Linked DNA regions of Sus scrofa: all the other regions are linked to region 1. The links are chromatin contacts, called in public HiChIP or PLAC-seq and promoter capture Hi-C maps. All regions are on one chromosome and are shown on one strand. The core of a region is the stretch at or near the end of the contact, and the rest is flanking DNA. Distances in the headings are between cores, read along the strand shown. Region 1 holds the start of ZFP36 (zinc finger protein 36, C3H type, homolog (mouse)). Region 2 holds the start of FBXO17 (F-box only protein 17). Region 3 holds the start of ECH1 (enoyl-CoA hydratase 1).

Region 1 (3,248 bases), core at 303-2,802:
CAGCTCACGGGACCGGCCAGGAAGGCCCCTCGGCCCCAGAAGGCGCCGCACCAGGGATTCCCCCGAGCTCTGTCGGCCGAGCTAGTCGGCGTGCCTAGCAGAATCTCCCCACCTCAATACAAACCCGCGGTCTGCAGGGGCAGCCTGCAAGAATGAACTTTCCACCATGATAACTGCGTGGCAATGATTTCTTTCTACCCCTCTTATTTTCACTCAGGGCAGCCAGCTCACCAAGACCCCCTTTAAAAATTAGTTTTTTCTCCTTATCTTGAGCTTCATGCAGGGCAACCCCTTGACAGTAAAAAATTTGCCAATAGGGGGAGTGATTTGTGCAAATTTAGCGTTCTCTCAAGGCACGTCCCTTTTTCTTGAGACCCATCCGACTATTAGCTGATGATGACCCACTTTTTCCACCTCCAGACGGCTTTCCACCAAGAAAACCCTCCACCATAACAAGAGATCTCCAACCTTTTCCTATCTTGAGCTTCTCGGAGTGCAAACTCGTAACATAATTCAAGGCCCTGTTATTAAGCTGTTGTCATTTACTAATTGGAGAATAACTTGGCCTCTCTGTGCCTGGGTTTCCTTGTGTAGAAAATGGGCATAATACCTCCTTGAGTTAATGTACGTAAAGCACTTTCATGCCTAACCCAGAGGTAGCGGTTAGAATTGCCATTATATATTTGAGGGTGAGAGGTCACAGAAGCCCTGGAACTGGGGAAAGAGGCCCCTTTCCAGCCAGGTGTCGGGGCAGCGCTCCTCCTACCCTCGTGAGTGGGGCGGTACAGGTCTTGGGACCTGGATAATTTGGGAGCGAGACCATGTCAGGCTGGCAGGTCTCAAAAGAATTCTCCATCGGGCCTATTGGTCTCTTCATCTTGCTCCTGAGAATTTCTGTTTGTGGATGTTTATTTCTCCCCCCCTCCCTTCTCCCTTTTTCTCTGTTTCTTTATGTGCCCCCCCCCCACTTCTTGCTCTGAATTTGCCGTCTGGGACCGTCTATATCTCGTCTTTTCTATCTCTGCCTCCCCACCTTCCTTCTCTCTACCCCCTCTCCCTCTCTGTACCCGTCTCCCCTCTGTGTGCGTCTCTGTGTGTGTGTGTCTGTCTGTCTCCCAGTGTTTGTCTTTTTGCCTCCCTCCATTTCTGTCTTTTGCACTCAGTGGGCCTCTCCCCGCCCCCGTCCGTTGGCCTCTGCCCCGGTCAATTCCCCCAGGGGCCCTGCCCCGCCCCCACCTCTGTCCCAGTTCCCTTCTCCGCGCCTCAGGCTCCAGCTTTGAAAACTGGGCCGACACCCCTCACCCCACACACTCCCCGCGGGGTCGCGATCGCCCGCGGACCCGGATCAGGCAAGTCCCGGCCCGCAGCCGGGCGGAAGGGGACTGGTCCTGGGCCGGGCGGGCTGTGCTGGGGCGGTGCGTCCGGGAAGCGCCCCTCCTGGCCCCGCCCGCCCAGGCCCGCCCCTCTCGAGGCCACGCCCCCTCCTGCTGAATAAATGCAGCCACTGTGCGGGCCCCGCTGTAGCCTGACTTCAGCGCTCCCACTCTTGGCCGGCCCCTCAGCCTTCGGCCCTCTGCGCCGCCATGGATCTCACCGCCATCTACGAGGTGAGCCCCCGCTGATTTGCACCCCGGAGTCCCCATGCCTGACTCCTTTCTCAAGTCTCACCCTCTAGCGCCGCAAACTCCCTCCCGGGACTCTGGCTCCCTTCTCAAACTAAGCTCTTTAGCGCTTCGCACTCCGGCCGGGAGGATCCTGCCTCTTCTCAGACCAGTGTGATCCTCTGGAGGTGAAAATGGAGCCCGTGACTTTGTGGTCTCAGCCCAAACACGGGTGGGCTGGCCTTCGGAAGTGGAAAGCTGGAGGGCTTTTCTCAGGCTGGGGCTGTCTGGAGGCGGAAATGGCCCCACACCTGGCTTACCCCTAGTAGTTGCTGAGGGCGCGGTTTTGCGCGGAGGCGTTTCTGGGGCTAGAGTCTCGGAGAGGGGAAGCCGACTTCTGCTTCCCCACTCCCTAACCCAGAGGACGACTCTGGGAACTCTAAAACCCAAGAGGTCCGCACTCCTGGGTTAACTTTGTTCGCGTCTCCAACTTGTGAAACTGGAGAACCCGATGAGTGTAGTCAGATCCCGAGAGGCCCAGAGGCTTAAAATTGGAAGACAGCGGTGTGTGTCCTGACTTGATCCTGCCGGGCAGCCGGGATTCCTGGGCCCCTCGGGATGAGCTTAAGTCGCGAATATAAACTCAGAACCTCCGAATCGAGATTCTTGCGATCCGGAACCCGTATTTTTTTCCTGCGGGCGGGTGGAGTTCTAGCCAGGAACCCACAAACCGGACTGGCAAGCTTTTAGGTGCTCTGCAGCTGGGGGCGGGGCGTCACCCTGTATTTTCGGTGTCTTAACCCATCCCTGTTCCCACAGAGCCTCCTGTCGCTGAGCCCTGACCTGCCATCCTCCGACCACGGAGAGACTGAGTCCAGCCCGGGCTGGGCCACCGCGGGACTGTGGAGCCTCAACTCATCCGATTCCAGCCCGGCTGGGGTCGCTGCCCGCCTACCTGGTCGCTCCACCAGCTTGGTGGAAGGTCGCAGCTGCGGCTGGGTGCCCCCACCCCCAGGCTTTGCACCCTTGGCTCCCCGCCCAGGCCCTGAACTGTCGCCCTCACCCACCTCGCCAACTTCGACCCCCACCACCTCCTCCCGCTACAAGACTGAGTTATGTCGGACTTTCTCAGAGAGCGGGCGCTGCCGCTATGGGGCCAAGTGCCAGTTTGCCCATGGCCTGGGCGAGCTGCGCCAGGCCAGCCGCCACCCCAAGTACAAGACGGAACTCTGCCACAAGTTCTACCTCCAGGGCCGCTGCCCCTACGGCTCTCGCTGCCACTTCATCCACAACCCCAGCGAAGACCTGGCTGCCCCCGGTCACCCGCATGTGCTGCGCCAGAGTATCAGCTTCTCAGGCCTGCCCTCCGGTCGCCGAACCTCGCCACCACCACCCGGCCTAGCAGGCCCTTCCCTGTCCTCATGCTCCTTCTCGCCCTCCAGCTCCCCACCACCACCACCTGGGGACCTTCCACTTTCACCTTCTGCCTTCTCTGCTGCCCCTGGGACCCCTGTGGCCCGAAGGGACCCCACCCCGGCCTGTTGCCCGTCCTGCCGAAGGGCCACTCCCAGCAGCATCTGGGGGCCCTTGGGTGGCCTGCCTCGGAGCCCCTCTGCACACTCCCTGGGATCTGATCCTGACGAATAT
Region 2 (3,273 bases), core at 387-2,886, 300 kb before region 1:
TCTTGGGCCGCTCCCGTGGCATATGGAGGTTCCCAGGCTAGGGGTCCAATCGGAGCTATAGCTGCCAGCCTACACCAGAGGCACAGCAACGCGGGATCCGAGCCGCATCTGCGGCCTACACCACAGCTCACGACAACGCCGGATCCTTAACCCACTGAGCAAGAGCAGGGATCGAACCCGAAACCTCATGGTTCCTAGTCGGATTCGTTAACCACTGCGCCACGACGGGAACTCCCGGCAGTTGTAGCTTTAATTGGACCCCTAGCCTGGAAACCTCTATGTGCCCCAGGTGCGGCCCTAAAAAAATAAAAATAAATAAATAAATAAATAAACTTTAAAGTCAGGCCTTACGAAGGAGTCAACAGATTTTTATATATATACATATACACACACGCATATAAAACAGATTTTAGATATATAACAGATTATATATTTAATGGAACAAGAAATAAAAATTTATAAAAAATATTTTATGTAACAAAACTACCCATAAAGAAACTAAAAGGAATGCTGTGATTATACAGGAAGGAGGGAAACCACGGAGATGATGAAAGCTGTCCATCTATTTTTCAGCAAAGGATTAGCAGACAGTCTAAAAGTTGATAAACTAAGAAATAACAATGGAAGAACTCTCTTCAAAGATTTGGAAGTAACCACCGGAGGAACAAAAAGCTGAAAAGGATTTAAAACCATGCACTACGGGTCACAAGTTACTGTGCCATTTGTGAAAAGCAATGTACTTACAAAAATTTTTAATTGGCTGCGGGGGAGGGCGCAAGGCTTAAAGCACTGCTGTTGCATGCAAAGCTCTGTTCTAATTTGTCTTTTGTTTTTGCTTTCCCGGGACTTTTTTAAAAAATGTTTTATTATTTATTTAAAAAATAGGCTAGTGATATTACGGTCTTTCAAAATAGAGGGTAGACAGCTGCTGTCTCAAATTGAAGGAACAAGATACGGTGCGTTAACAGATATCCCTGAACACTGCAAAAGATAACTTAGAACAAAATTTAAATTCGGTGGAGCAGTGAAAACACACCAAAGGTGCCCAAGTTGCTAAACCAAGACTCGGTGCTCTAAAGCTGATGCACAGAATTTTCCGCCAGGCAGAGGAAAACAAAAGCCAGGATTGGTTAGGAGTGGTCTGGCCTTTCACCCGCTGCAGTGAACACGTGTTGGTCCACTACTTTGGGGAGGGGAATTTATTTCATGGTGGCCTCGGCGGACCAGTAGCCGGGCGGAGAGGCGAGGGCTCTAGAGGACCGGTTTTGGCAAAGCCCCTGCTGTGCGAAAACACGCGTTTGTGTAACTGTGGGCTCGGAGGGGCGAGGGAGGGCGGGCCCGGGAAGGGGCGCTGGGGCACAGGACTCCCGGGACACGCCCGTCCAGGCCGGGCCTGGGGCGGAAATCCTTCCCGGGACGCTCCAGCCGCGAGTGGGGCCAGAACACGGATTCCGACCTGGGTCCCCACCTGTCCCGGCGCTCACCTGGCGGCCCGCTCGGAGGCGGCGGCGGCGGCGGCGGGCCAGGATCCCCTTCCGCACTCTGCTCCGCGAGGCAGTCGGGGGGCGCTGCCCGGGTCGGCCCTCTCCGGGTGGGTGGAGGGCGGCGGCGAGATCCGGTGGGCGGCTGCGCAGCCGGACGGAGGGAGGGGCGGGGTCTGGGCGGCCGCAGGCGCCGGGGGGAGGGCCCAGCTGCCGCGAGGCGGGCGGGGCGGCGACCCGGGCCCCGCGCTCCGAGGTCTGCGGGCGGGCTCTTCCGAGAGGCTGCACCTCCAACAGGCAACGTCTCGGAGCGCGGGGCTACCTGCCCAGGCGTCCCGCGATCTGAGACCTGGGTGCCCTGGCGCTCACCGCAGGCACCTCCGATAGGCGAATTCCGCCTCTCCGGGAGCCCCTCGCCGTGGGAAGGGTCCTAGCTGTTCCCCCCCCGGCCCCCGTCTTCCCTTCTTATTCCGGCCACCGGCCTACAAGCCGCCTCCGCCGTTCAAAACCTCTCTCCCACCATCTGTCCACTGCTGGTAAAGGGCGGTGCTGTGACTCCGCCCTCGGACCTAGTGTGAAACACTTGGAGAGAAGTTTCTGTCCTCAGGGATGCTCTCGAATTTACATTGTGTCCCCAGGGGAGTGCCTCAGGCTTGTTCTTAAATTGAACTTCTTTGCCACACGTTCTCTGCGGCCAACCTGGGCGCTCCTACGTTAGGTATCTGTCCCCGCCCCTAAATTGCAAACTAGGGAATTAGTGCCAGGTTCACAGTAAGCATGGGGCCACAACACATTTCTCCCTGGACCTCTGCCCTTGAGCTCTCATATCTTTTTTCCGATTGACTTTAGACAACCCGGAGCCAGTCTTCTGGTCCACAGTCCTCCCACATCCTAGGGGATCCTTGCCAGTCCCAGACTCATCCCGGGCACTGTGCTAAATGCTCTATTTGCATTACCCCATGGAGACCTCTCCGACCCCTAGAGGTAGGTATGCACGAGGTACATACAAGTCACTCGCTTAGGGAGGTCGCTGTTTTTTGTTTTTGTTTTTTGTTTTTTTTTCATTTTAGGGCCGCACCTGAGGCATATGGAAGTTTCCAGGCTAGGGGGTCGAATGGGAGCTGCAACTGCCGGCCTACACCACAGCCACCACAACGTGGGATTCGTGCAGCAACTGTGACCTACACCACAGCTCTGGGCTCCTTATCCCACTGAGCGGGGCCAGGGATCTAACCCTCATCCTCACGGATACTAGTTGGGTTTCGTAACCCGCTGCGCCACAACGGTAACTCCCATGAAAGGGTTTTAAGCTGGAGTTCCCAGGTCCCCTCCATTGAAAAAGTCTCAGAGGAATTCCCGTCGTGGCCCAGCGGTTAACGAATTCGACTAGGAACCATGAGGTTGCGGGTTTGGTCCCTGCCCTTGCTCAGTGAGTTAACAATCCGGCGTTGAGTGAGCCCTAGAAATGGCAAAAAAAAAAAAAAAAAAAAAAAAAAAAGTCTCAGAAAGACACCACAGCGCCATCGCGAGGAAAGTGTGAGATGCGAGCATTTTGGGTTTTTTTTTTTTGTTTTTTCGTTTTTTTTGTCTTTTTGCTATTTCTTTGGGGCGCTCCCGCGGCATAGGGAGGTTCCCAGGCTAGGGGTCCAATCGGAGCTGTAGCCAGCGGCCTACGCCAGAGCCACAGCAACGCGGGATCTGAGCCACGTCTGCAACCTACACCACAGCTCACGGCAACGCCGGATCCTTAACCCACTGAGCAAGGGCAGGGACCGAACCTGCAACCTCATGG
Region 3 (2,960 bases), core at 394-2,893, 420 kb before region 1:
AAACCCAGGAGTTCCCGTCGTGGCGCAGTGGTTAACGAATCCGACTAGGAACCATGAGGTTGCGGGTTCAGTTCCTGCCCTTGCTCAGTGGGTTAACGATCCGGCATTGCCGTGAGCTGTGGTGTAGGTTGCAGACTCGGCTCCGATCCTGTGTTGCTGTGGCTCTGGCGTAGGCCGGCAGCTACAGCTCCGATTCGTCCCCTAGCCTGGGAACCTCCATATGCTGCGGGAGCGGCCCAAAGAAATAGCAAAAAGACAAAAAAAAAAAAAATAATAATAATAATAAATAAATAAACTATACTTCAAAAAAAAAAAGAATGAAAACCCAGATTTAAGAGCCCATGAACCTGTCAATTTCTGTATTTGAAAATGTTGAAAGTTGAAGTTAGAAGCTGCTTGAAACCCTAATTAAGAAGCCTTGATCTCTCTCCAGGAGCAGGGGAGGGTGGCAGGGGTGGGTATGGAGAGCACGTGGTACCTGAAGTGAACATTTTTCCTGCACCAGAGATCACCACCGCACGACAGTCAGGGTCCTGTGCGATCTTGTTGAAGCACACCACCATCTCTCTGCGGAAAGGGAAGGAGGCAAGGGCTGTCTGGGGGGGCGGGGGGAGTTCCCTGCTCTCAGGTCCTCCCCTGCCCAGTCCCTTAGCCCCTGCCTCCTCCTGCAGACAGGCCTCTCAGGACCTGCAGACCAGACCTCCAGAAGGCTCTGTTCATGGCATTTCTCTTCTCTGGCCGGTTTAGCTGCACATGAAGCACATGTTTCTGGACAGCTGTCACCTGAAGGGACTCATAGTTGTGACCTGGAGCTTCGCTGGGAGCAGCTTTGGAAGCCTCCTCTTGTGTAAAGGAGCTCATGGGGTGAAGACTAAGGCTGAGGTTGGTGGGGGCTGTCAATCCTGGAGAGACAAAGGAAGAGCATTTTTTTTTTTTTTTTTTTTTTTTTTGTCTTTTTGCCATTTCTAGGGCGGCTCCCGCGGCATATGGAGGTTCCTAGGCTAGGGGTGGAATCAAAGCGGTAGCCACCGGCCTACACCAGAGCCACAGCAACGCGGCGGGATCTGAGCCGCGTCTGCGACCTACACCACAGCTCACAGCAATGCTGGATCGTTAACCCACTGAGCAAGGGCAGGGATCGAACCCGCAACCTCATGGTTCCTAGTCAGATTTGTTAACCACTGAGCCAGGACGGGAACTCCCAGGAAGAGCATTTTATGACCCCAAATTGGGAGAAGAGCACCTTCAAAAGCAGAGGGCACACATCCATCTCAGTGACATTAGATTGGGGAACGCAGGCCTGTTAAGAGGCCTTGGTTCAGGAAGACACAGGCTTTTAAGATTAGGGTGCACTCACCAGTGGCCTCGGTCTGAGGGCCACTTCAAACCCGCGAAGGTGGTACTGACACTAGATTGGAGACACTGAGCTGACAGCTACCCCACGGTAGGACACGGGCCCTTTGCATAGGAGCACATGGACCCCTGAGTTTAATAAGGCGTGAGGACCTTGCTTGACCCCAGACAGGCCTCTCCGTTCTACAGTCGCCATGACAGGACGACAGCTCAATAGACCCCCAGAAGTCAAGAGATGACTCACGCCGAGTCAGCAAGCTGCGCACTCTGTGAAAAAACGCCATTGCCACTGCCGTCATTGCGACTGAAACGCCGGAATAGCCCGACGAGAGGAAGTTAAGGGGGCGGGCACAAGGGCCGCCATGTTGAGCGAGGGCATCGAAGCCGCATCCAAACAGCGGTGACACCCCTATTCCCGCCATCTTTACTAAGGGCAACCGGAAATCGCCTTCTAAATTTGCCGGCCTTTGGCTCGCCCTGGGAACCTTTGGCACAATAGGAATCTGGCCTGAGGCGATAATTCACTGTCCCCGAACATTCTGTGCAGGGGCCACCACAGCTCTTTCGTAATGGTGAACGAATTGGAGAGAGATGAGTGTCCAAGTCCGTAATGGCAGAATAATCGGAGCCCTGCCAGTTTGTAACCATGCACTTGTACCATATTAACTAAAAAGAAAAATTTCCTACTGAGATTATCCAGTAAAAGTATAGACCAACATTAAGTGCTGACTATATAATTCGAATTCCCACACCACTGGGCGGGCCGGGGGCGGGGGTGGGGTGGGTAGGGGTTGTACTATTTTACCTTGAACACAGCGGAAACCTGGATCTGGAGACGACACTAGATTAAGGTCCCTGGGATTCAAGAGGGCTGAAGAGGCTATTTATGTGGCTCGTAAGTACATGTTCTTTTTTTTTTTTTTTTTTAATGTAAGTTCCTGAGCCAGGGGTCGAGCCACAGCCACTGTAGAAGCAACACTAAGTAGTTATCCTGCAAGCCACATGGGAAGTCCATTAAGTACGTGTTCTTAATAAATATAAGGGTTTTTTGGGGGGGTACTGCTTTTAGGGCCACACCTGCAGCATGTGGAGGTTCCCAGGCTAGGGGTTGAATTGGAGCTACAGCTGCTGGCCTACACTACAGCCACAGCAATGCTGGATCCAAGCCACTTTTTTTTTTTTTCTTTTTGCCTTTTGAGGACCACTCCCACAGCATGTGGAGGTTCCCAGGCTAGGGGCCTAGTCTGAGCTGTAGCCACCGGCCTACACCAGAGCCACAGCAACGCGGGATCCAAGCCACGTCTGCAACCTATACCACAGCTCAAGGCGACACTGGACCCTTAACCCACTGAGCAAGGCCAGGGATGGAACCCGCAACCTCATGGTTCCTAGTCAGATTCGATAACCACTGAGCCACAACGGGAACCCCCCAAGCCACTTCTGCGACCTATACCACAGCTCATGGCAATGCAGGATCCTTAATCCACTGAGTGAGGCCAGGGACCGAACTCGCAACCTCATAGTTCCTAGCCAGACTTGTTTCCACTGCGTCAAGCCTGGAACTCCTAAATATAAGGTCTTTTAAAATCACTTTGGGGAGTTTCCGT

Evidence for each region. Promoter capture Hi-C pulls out the DNA fragments that hold promoters and counts their contacts. HiChIP or PLAC-seq counts read pairs in DNA pulled down with a chosen protein or histone mark.
Region 2: a contact with region 1 is called in an H3K27ac HiChIP or PLAC-seq map of alveolar macrophages. The contact joins the promoter of FBXO17 here to the promoter of ZFP36 in region 1. A contact is called at or near these places in 1 of 47 Hi-C or Micro-C datasets (embryonic fibroblasts) and 1 of 2 datasets of contacts at active chromatin or transcription factors (alveolar macrophages).
Region 3: a promoter capture Hi-C map of liver shows a contact between it and region 1, with 2.3 times the contacts expected there. The contact joins the promoter of ECH1 here to the promoter of ZFP36 in region 1. A contact is called at or near these places in 1 of 5 promoter capture datasets (liver) and 1 of 47 Hi-C or Micro-C datasets (fibroblasts).

The regions. Positions count from the first base shown.
Region 1 is chr6:48,062,180-48,065,427 of Sscrofa11.1, forward strand. It overlaps ZFP36 (zinc finger protein 36, C3H type, homolog (mouse)), which reads left to right and starts at 1,553. Exons shown (of 2, transcript NM_001168419.1): 1 at 1,553-1,607; 2 at 2,421-3,248. The coding sequence starts at 1,584.
Region 2 is chr6:47,758,010-47,761,282 of Sscrofa11.1, forward strand. FBXO17 (F-box only protein 17) reads right to left here and starts at 1,637. Exons shown (of 7, transcript XM_021094357.1): 1 at 1,485-1,637.
Region 3 is chr6:47,637,318-47,640,277 of Sscrofa11.1, forward strand. It overlaps ECH1 (enoyl-CoA hydratase 1), which reads right to left and starts at 1,644. Exons shown (of 10, transcript NM_001044607.2): 1 at 1,598-1,644; 2 at 701-902; 3 at 479-567. The coding sequence starts at 1,637.